Linked DNA regions of Triticum aestivum: region 1 is linked to region 2. A link is a contact called in public Hi-C data. All regions are on one chromosome and are shown on one strand. Each heading gives the region's core, a stretch centred on a gene start, on an enhancer-like site or on the middle of the called end of the contact. The rest is flanking DNA. Distances are from core to core; before and after follow the strand shown. Region 1 holds the start of LOC123045883 (COX assembly mitochondrial protein 2 homolog). Region 2 holds the start of LOC123045878 (protein NRT1/ PTR FAMILY 4.5).

Region 1 (4,717 bases), core at 2,141-4,640, 920 kb before region 2:
TTTCTTTAAATTTCTTGCTCTCTTCAAAGTTTGCCTTTCACAAGGAGAGTAGAACATTTAGGGAGACAAAGAACTCCTACAAATTATGATACAGAACAAAATACATAAATTTTAGGTCCGACTCTAACTTAGGGCAAAAGGTTGCTTACCTCCTGCCGGAAGCATCGATCAAGCTTAATCTTAAGATCCGTGCATTCACCAAAGAATTTTTTGATGGGGTGATCCACATGGCACTTCTGGAATTCTTCAATAATCTGGGCAGCAAAGGACAGTGAATTTTATAGTCTGGGAACTTCTGTGAAAATATACACTTAAAATGACAAAGCATCAGATAGAGCCAAAGGTCAGTACAAAGATACCTCAGCACACATAGGATGCCTGTGTAGGGTTAGATGGGGATGCATTTCCAAAGATGTAGGAATGTGAGCCTGCATGAAAGTTGCCCAAATTAGCAAGATCTGATCCTCGAAGTAGATTCTTCTACAAATGACAGACTGTGACACTACAAACTAGAAGTGGCGCCTAACATCGATACATACCAGCAAACACAACCTTATATTTCTGTTGTAACAGTACCTCTACTATAGATCCTGTCATAAAACAAGATCTATACCTTGCACAGGCAGACTTGCAAAATAATGGACAAGTGACACAGAGGAGCAAATGTTTGTAATATGTGTAGGGCACAACGACAGTAAACTACAGAAGAGATTTGGCTGAGCTGGGGCTTGGGCAGAATCGAGCTGGTGGTCAGCTAGCATAGCCCATGAGGTGCATCTTTCTATGGAAGCAAATCATGCCGTTTGGGATGGCTGCTGGGTACTGAGCTGCGTGACTGAACTCACAAGTAAATGTCTAGAATATCGAGTCTTTGCTGTTTATAATAATTAATATCACCGATTGCGACTGATTTTGATATTACTTGCCACAGAACACATACTTAACATAGACTGAAAGCACCAAATTGGACTCAATTGACAGGTTTTGTATTTTATTAAAAAATGAAGAAGTCCGATGTAACAGCTACCCAGGCCATCACATTTTCTTGGGCTGTAACTTAATTAAAAAAATGAAAAAGTCCCATGCTTAAGTTACAGCCCAAGAACGAGCCCGTCGCCTGTGTGCTGTTGCTACTTGCTCGTGTTGTCCTCTTCCAGTCGAGGCAAACGCCGCAGCCGCCGCCTCGTCGCACCCCCCCCCCCCCAAACACCCGACCTCCCATTGCTTCTGCTACCCGGTCCCACCCTCCCTTCCTCACACTTGCACGGCAGCGGCCCCTGGCGCGGTGGCGACTAACTCCAAACTTGGCGCAGCGGTGTCTTCCTGAAGACCTAAACGGCTTAATCAGGTTGATCCATCAAGCTTGAGGTAACTAGTGTACTGAGAGTTGCGAACCTTGACTAGTGTCACTGTGGTTGTAGAAAATACTCTTTGAGTACTACTCCCTCCGTCCCAAAATTCTTGTCTTAAGTTTGTCTACATACGGATGTATCTATTCACGTTTTAGTGGTAGATACATCCGTATCTAGATAAATTTAAGACAAGAATTTTGGGACGGAGGGAGTACTTGAGTCTTCAGACCTACGGTGAAATCAAAATATGGCTAGTTGGTAGCATTGTTTTTAAGGCGTGGCTTAGGCGACGCCTAGGCGTCAGGGCGCCCCCAGGAGCCAAGGCGTCGGCCTTGCCTTACCTGTGTCTCTAAGGCGTCCGCCTAGGCGCCACTCTGCCTGCCTTAGGCAAATGAGGACGCCTTAGACAGGGCTGGGAGGTTCAGGCGGGAAACAGAGATCTGGGAGGGAAGAAAAGGGCGGGAAAGTCTGTTTTGGTGCCAACAGTTACTAGCAGGGAGAGAGAGAGAGAGAGCTGTAACCAGTTTCAGTTTCCCCCCCCCCCCACCTCAGGCTGGATCTGAGCTTCTCCCCTCCTCTACAGTAGCTTCCCCCCTCCTCTCCGGCAGCTTCCCCCCTCCTCTCCGGCAGATCCCCATCCCCCTCCTCTCCTGCAGTTCTCCCTCCTCCAGGACAGCAAGCAAGCAGCACCTCTCCAAGGCAGCAGGCAGCAGCAAGCTGTGTATGGCTGTATGCCTAGTTGCCTAATGCCTACCAAATTCTACTTAATTCTGTTGCATAGAAGATAGAACTCTCTAAGGCGTCGCCTCGCCTTATGCCTTAGCGCTTAGGCAGTGAGGCGCCCCCCCCAGCGCCTCGCCTCGCCTTACCGCCTTAAAAACAATGGTTGGTAGTTGCAAACTTATAGTCATGGCTAGTTGTTTACTTGATTTGTATTGTTTTGAGTTGTGATTCTATAATCAAATTTGTTACAGCCCAAGAAAGTTTTGTATTCTGTCTTTGCTTTACGTAGGCATGTAAACTTGTCAATTGAGTCCAATTTGGTGTCTACAGTTTATGTTAATTATGTTTCTGTGGCAAGTAATATCAAAATCAGTCGCAGTCGATGATATTAATTATTATAAGCAGCAAACACTCGGTTATCCTCAATGGAAGCAATGCAATTCATTTTCATGAAAAAATGTGATATCAATAGTACAATGATTTTCATGAAGCAATGCAATTCATTTTCAATTGAGGATAATCTGAAAAAAACTTAACATCATGAAGCAATACAATTCATTTTCATGAAAAATATGTTTTGACATTACTAATCATACTAACTGAAGCAATTAGCTTACCAAGCTGGATAAATAATGGAAGCAAGGTAAACTTGGTTATCCTCAATCCTCATCACCACTAGAGATTTGCTTCCTTGACAATTTCGAGTAATTATAATTGACAATACAACAGCAACACTTTGTAAGAACACTAGATCAGACATGCAGTGCAGGTTATGCCATCCTAAATTTGTGATACACACACATACACTGACATGGAACCTACAATTTTTCTTGTTCTATCTTCGTGTTTGATTTGCAAAATGTAGCACCATCACATCATGAGAACTACAGCTACAGGAGAAGCTTCAAAAAACAGTTCTTGAATACAACCTTGCAGAAAAGGAGTGGAGGGGAAAAGTGCTCACTGTTGAACTCCACCTCAGTTGGTGGTGCTGCAGAGGGAGAGAGGGCCGGCGACAGCAGGTAGATCACGGGGGTGGGCTGGTGGAGTGATGGTGCTGCAGATCTAGCCGGTGGCCGGAGCGGCCGCTCGTTCTCTTTAGGCGGCTCCGCAGATGAGAATTGGTGAGCAAGGAGGGGCGAGGCGTCGACGGCAGAGAGAGGCCGGTGAAGGAGGACGCTCGCTGGGTGGAACTGTGGACGGCGACCAGCGAAGTACGGACGTAGCAGGCGTGCCCCGCCGCGCCGTCGTGTGTCGTGTGCTCGTGTGTGTGTGTGGGAGATTAGATCGGCGAGACCTCGTTCGGTGTTTTTCTTTTTTATCAGCTCGTTGATGCGTGGGCAGTAGTGGGCTTTTCCGAGACAAAGCTGCATGGGGGGCATTGGACTGAAAATGGATTTTTACGAATTGGTCGGATCGGACAATCTGATCTTAAAAAAATCCCTATTTGACGCACTTTGCGTCATGTTTCGCATTGGTCGTTAGGATTGGGCCGGCCCGTTTAGGCATTTCAGCGTTCCCGGTTTTGGGAACCTTTTCAGAGGTTTCCAGCCGGTTTTCTATGGTTTTTGAAACTTCTAGGAAGTTCTTGAACTGGCTTTTTTCTATTCTGTTTTTTTTTGTTTTCATTTTACTTTTCTCTTCTTTTTATGATTTTCTTTTAATTTATTAACTGTTTTTTCTTTCCGGTTTTATTGTCTTTGTTTCCAATTTGCTTTTTATTTTTACTTTTTATAAAATATATAGGAAATTAAAAAATGTTGAAATTTCAAAAATATTATTCGAAATTAAAAAAAAAACCTTTTTTAAAAATTTTGTTCAGAAATTTGGAAAAGTGTTCAGAAGTTTTGTTTGCTTCTTTCCAAAAAATAACCGAATGTTCATAAAACATATAGAATTTTCAAATTTTTTAAACAGTTTCCATTTTTATATGTATTAAAAAATTATTCGTGTTCCCAAAATTTGTCTGGGATTTTCAAATTGTTCCTTTACTTCAAATTTTGTTCTCCAAATTCAAAATATATTTGGGATTTTCGATTTTTGTTCCCATGTTAAACTTTTGGTCTCGAATTTAAAGAAAAGTGTCTAAATTAAAAAATGTTCGGCATTTTTATTTTTTTGTCCCCATGGTCAAATTTTGTTCTCTAAATTCAGAAAATATTTGGGATTTTAATAAAAATCCCATGTTGAAATTTTGTTCTTGATTTCAAAAAATGTTCGGGATTTCCAATTTTTTGTTCAAAATCAAAATGTATTCATAATTTTGAACATTTGGTTGTGTTTGTCAAGATTGTTTGGAAGTACAATTTTTTGCTCCATTTTTTGGAAATCTGCTCGTGACTGTTTTCAAGTGCTATGTTTTGCGGCTGGATTTAGGTCTTCTAGTATCGTGTTGTACTTCCGTCAGTAGAACTCGAAAGGCGCTTTGGCTAGCAGCACTCGCACAAATGAGTGTGCGGTCGCAGGTTCGAATCTCAACAACTCTTCTTTTTTCGCATTCATCATTTCCCACCTCGCACCGTGTGGGCCGGCCCAGTTAGTGCACCCGCTTTGCGTCGGATTCCTATGTGACGCAAAATGCGTCGTATAGGAGGTCCCTGATCTTAATGCGAACCAACATGTGTTTGGATGATTAGGATAGT
Region 2 (4,685 bases), core at 1,028-3,527:
TTAGGATAATTACAATACAAGTATATCAAAATTATGACAAATTTGCAGCAATTTTGTAATCATTTTTAGGACCAATCCAAGGGTAGTAAGATGGTAGGATTTTATATTCACTTCTTTAGGTGACATAGCTACTTGTGTTTAAAAACTATTTGATAAAGCCCAACAGGTATTATTAACACTCTCTAATCTCTATCATGGGCACAATTCTTGTTACAAAAAGAAAGAGAACATGTAGGTAACAAAATAATAATTGGATCATAAGGAAAATCAGAAATCGTGCAGATGACTGAACAGAGGAAGATCATATTACCAGAAACATAAATGGACCAAAGAGGAGCATTGTTCTAAAGCGAGTAATGTAGGAGTCGGAGAGGAAAGCTGCTATCATTGCAAACCCGGATGTGGCACCAAAAAAATTAGTGGTTGTAGTTGCAGAGGCCGAGACCCCCATATGCATTGTTCCATGAAGATAAGTAACCAGATTCAGCAGGTTTGGGATAATAACCACGTTGGTTACCACAGTCAGAACTGCAAGGGAGATTACAAAAAAATGGTTCAATGTTTTGAACTCAGAACAGAAGCTTGAAAATAGAACAGTGAGATGTTGTTTGGCCACACATATATAAATGTCTGCATACTAGATTCGGTGTATAGTGAATTACCGTACAAGAACCATGCTGCTCTGACTCCACCATGCACCTCTTTCCTGATGGCGTTTCCCCTCCAATCCACAAAGCCTACTAGTGCCATGGTGCCTCTTATTCCTCCTACTCACTGCCTGTCTGCCTGCCCGTAGCATCCCTGACCATAAGAGGGGTATAAATAAGCAGGTGATATCCATATTCAAAGGAGTGACAGCATCAACAGGATTAATCAAACATTCTTAAATATTTAATGCCATTCTTACCAACTATCAACACTAATTTGACTTCCATTTTATCAACCATCAACAATAATTTGACTCCCATTGTTCATAATTCCTACTAACTAAAAATTTGGGAATTACAAAAGACATTGAGCAATGATGAAGTAGAAAAAAAAAGATTAGGTGCATGTACAATGAGGCTATTGAAGTCAATAAGTATCAACAACTAGCAGATATTGATATCAGTGTGCCATCATCCTGATAGCAACATGTTGTAAGTTAGCTCCTTATTCATTAATTGTTTCGAGAGTAAGTCCTTTGATAGGCTAACTTCCTTTAAAGTAGTGCACCTTAGCTTATGAACTGGAAGGCTTGGCTCGCGTATGAAAGCGACCTGACAACAATGTAATAAAAACTCAGACGTAAAATATTATCAATCCGTGCTCAATGCATTGAGTCAAGACAAAAATCATACCCCCCCCCCACCCTGTTTGCAAATGTATGGCATAAGGTATCAACTTTGTGTTCACACTGCTGTACTGCTTGCTGGTCAGAGCTTGAGCTTGGACAGTCAAACTACGCCGTACACTTCCAAATGGAATGAGCTTTGTGGTATATTCATCATCCCCGCATCATTTTCATCCATATCCAAGTATCCATCTAGCTTGTGAGGTTATGGTGTACTGCTGATGTCGTGCCTACTACAAGAATGCGTATGCTTGTGACATGTGAGAGTTTTTTTTCTGATAAAGGGCACTTTTATTAACTCAAAATGTAGCATCAAACGGATATAAAGCATGATAAGCAACACCCGGCCTCTCCATAGTGAGGATGCACACAGCCAAGCACGAACAGTCCGACAAAAAAAACGACATATCGGCAACAGTAAAGTCATGTGTGAGAGTTGAAAGCTAAGAAGAAAGAGATACAGTTGTTGAGTTCTTAACCATTATCCACATGGTCATGTTGTACATGCCGCAACAAGAATCTGCCAAAGCAATGCATGTCAAGTTTGACACGCATAAACTGAAAACATACCTTCCCCATTCTCCTGGGGGCTGAATTCTCTCCGCGGCATCTCCGCCTCAATCTGGGATCGATGGGAAGAATACGGGGCCTCGGAGGCAGGGCGAGTGGCCGCCGGGCGGGCGCCGGTGGCCAGAGGCTGGCTCTGAGTGGGTTAAATCCACCGAGTCCCTCCATCGCGCTGCCGCAGCCAACGGCTCAGCCGCCGCCGCCGCCGCCGCCGCCACGGTCCGCATCCGCACTCCTTGTCTGCCCTCAGACGTAGATTCTGCCCGCGCCCTGCCAACCCTGAAAACTGCCGGGCGGTTGTGATTGATTGGTGAGGGGGAAGAGCCGAACAGGAAAGGAGAGAGAGAAAGAGGAAGAGGAGCAAGAAGAACATGCTGACAGGTGGGACCCACTCGTCGGTGTGACAGATAAGCTGGTCCCAGCTGACGCAGTAAACTGGACTACCCACCTGCATTTCTTCACGCCGCCGCCGTCCCCCGCCGAGCCGAGCCGTCCACCTCGCCGTTTCGGTCCCCGCATTGTCCGACACCTCTGGTCCCCGCGCGCTTCGCCGGAGACTCGCCGCGGTAGGTTCTCCTTCTCCCCATCTGAACTGCTTTATCCCTTTTACTTTCCGGCCACCGCGTTTCGTGTTTAGTTTGGGGTGCCGCCGCGGTGAGGCCTTCAGCGGGGAGGCTGCGAGGGTATCGACTTGGGAACATGGCATATACAATGGTTCTTACCCAATTACTCCCATCTACCATGATTCCACCTTGATGTTCGACGAATCTATCGATGACTTGGTGAGATGACACTTCTTTTTTTTCTTTTCAATGAAAGGTAACGTATCTGTATGACACATTTTATCGATCACTGCTGAATATTGATTGGTGGATATTACAGTATTTCTCAGTTACAGTATGTATAGCACTGATACGCTAACTAAGACAATTCATCAAAAAATATTTGGTCTATCACCTATTGCCTATGTATCTCGCTATGCTTGGCTATTTAGTTTTCAGAGCTATCACCAACTAATCCAGCACCACTGCTCCGTTGCGTCTTGGCATATCTCCTCGCCCAGAAAGCATAGTTGATGAGTGCCACCAGCTCGATGGCTGCCAGCAACAAGAAGAAACGATCAAGGCGTGTCCTGTTGAAGTCTGCTCCATCTAGCCACCCTCTTCCACCATTGCCGTGTCGCGACGCGTTGTTCGCTAGCTGTATGAAGGCACTTGCTAACCAGGCTGCTATTCCAGCAACGATGGACTGCGCTGCCGGTGCTATCAGCTTCATTTCCGGAGATGACTCGCTCTTTATGAACTCAATCAGTCCACTGAAGGATGCTGCATCCATGATGCTTAGCAGGAAGAATTGCAGAACCAACCAGAACACGGACATCGGGACGCCTGCTCCTGTCGATGTTGGCCCATGCTGCTCTGCGACTGTCAGCCTTCTTGTTTCCACTATCGCCGCAAGGCATGCTGCTGCTACCCCGCACGCCGAGCCAGCACCGATACTCTGCAGTGGGGTGATTCCGTGTGTGTGGCCTGTAAATCTTTCTAGCAGTGGCGTCAATATCTGCCTGTAGAATGGTTGCATAAGCATGTGAAATGCTGTTGGGATTGCAATGAGAGAGGCGGAAGGTATCTGGATCGTGCCTATCCCTTTGTCCATGGTGCTGCCGACTTGTATCGTTAGTGTCATTAGCAGCGTGAAGGGCAGGTAGATGAGCAAGCAGCTGATGAAGATTGGAAGCATTCGGGTGATGGCCTTTGTTAACTCCTCGATCTGAGTGGTGCTACAGAATGAAAATAAATTGTTACCTCCATCAAATATATTCTAGATTTTTCCAAGAATATGCTAAAAGGATTATAGTTGAGTACTTGAGTTAATATCACGATATTGCTACGTCCGGGCATTTCTTTTACTCTTTAAATTGTTGACATCCTAGGATGTAACACTTCTACTTATTTTCAGAAATATAAATGTACTAACAATTAGCTAAACAGAAAGCAAGAGTTAGGGAATATTGACCACTAAGGAACTTACCCAGTGCTCTTGCTGTCAGATTTGCCTTCCCCATCAACACTATCCGCTGCTCCTATCTCCTGCAGCTCGATAACATCTATGGTAGCAACCTGCCTCTTCTTTGATGAAGTGACAAGAACCTGGAGAATATAACTTGAATGTTGAGAACCATTTGCATCTTCAGTTTTTCTTGTTTTAACTTAATAGATGCAGGATGAGACACATTCAATTTTTGAAAATTAGCGTGTTGGTTCCTTTATTGCTTGATGAGTAACTAATATGCTAGTTAGGGATGGGACATGGTGACCTTTCAGGATTAAGATTATAAGAATGACTAATACAGTGCATTGGGATCAAGCAAAATTCTGTTCGACCCTGTAAAACTTGGACCGGATAGTCTAGAATTGTGTTGTTCACTTGGAGTAGGATGAAGGAACGATGACATGAGAATAATGAGTACTGGAACCTTCATAATTAGCATGCATACTGTGCTCTGTATGAAGTTTTACCTGCAATATTCCCTTTAGAGGACTTCCATTAGGCTTCTGTGTTCTATAGAAAGGCAGTCCACTGGCTGCCACAAACAGCCCTACAAGTACAATAAGTGCAGATATCATAAAGCCAAGGGCCCAGCCCAAATTGTTCTCGATCCAGACTAAGAATACCAATCCCATTAGTGCTCCAACAGAGTTTGCAAACTTGATCCAGCTCAAGAACGTACTCTTGAGATGTGTTTCTTTTGGATCATCATTGCTGAACTGATCTCCACCAAGCA

The links. Hi-C and Micro-C count contacts between places; a contact is called where the count stands out from the background.
Region 1: a contact with region 2 is called in a Hi-C map of leaf, with 3 times the contacts expected there. The contact joins the promoter of LOC123045883 here to the promoter of LOC123045878 in region 2. A contact is called at or near these places in 2 of 5 Hi-C or Micro-C datasets (both in leaf).

What each region holds. Positions count from the first base shown.
Region 1 is chr2B:534,768,852-534,773,568 of IWGSC CS RefSeq v2.1, reverse strand. It overlaps LOC123045883 (COX assembly mitochondrial protein 2 homolog), which reads right to left and starts at 3,390. Exons shown (of 4, transcript XM_044469112.1): 1 at 3,040-3,390; 2 at 360-428; 3 at 150-254. The coding sequence starts at 404.
Region 2 is chr2B:533,845,331-533,850,015 of IWGSC CS RefSeq v2.1, reverse strand. It overlaps LOC123045878 (protein NRT1/ PTR FAMILY 4.5), which reads right to left and starts at 2,277. Exons shown (of 7, transcript XM_044469105.1): 1 at 1,904-2,277; 2 at 1,216-1,259; 3 at 663-801; 4 at 311-528. The coding sequence starts at 750. LOC123045879 (protein NRT1/ PTR FAMILY 4.6) reads right to left here. Exons shown (of 4, transcript XM_044469107.1): 2 at 4,420-4,685; 3 at 3,932-4,050; 4 at 2,730-3,680. The coding sequence ends at 2,891.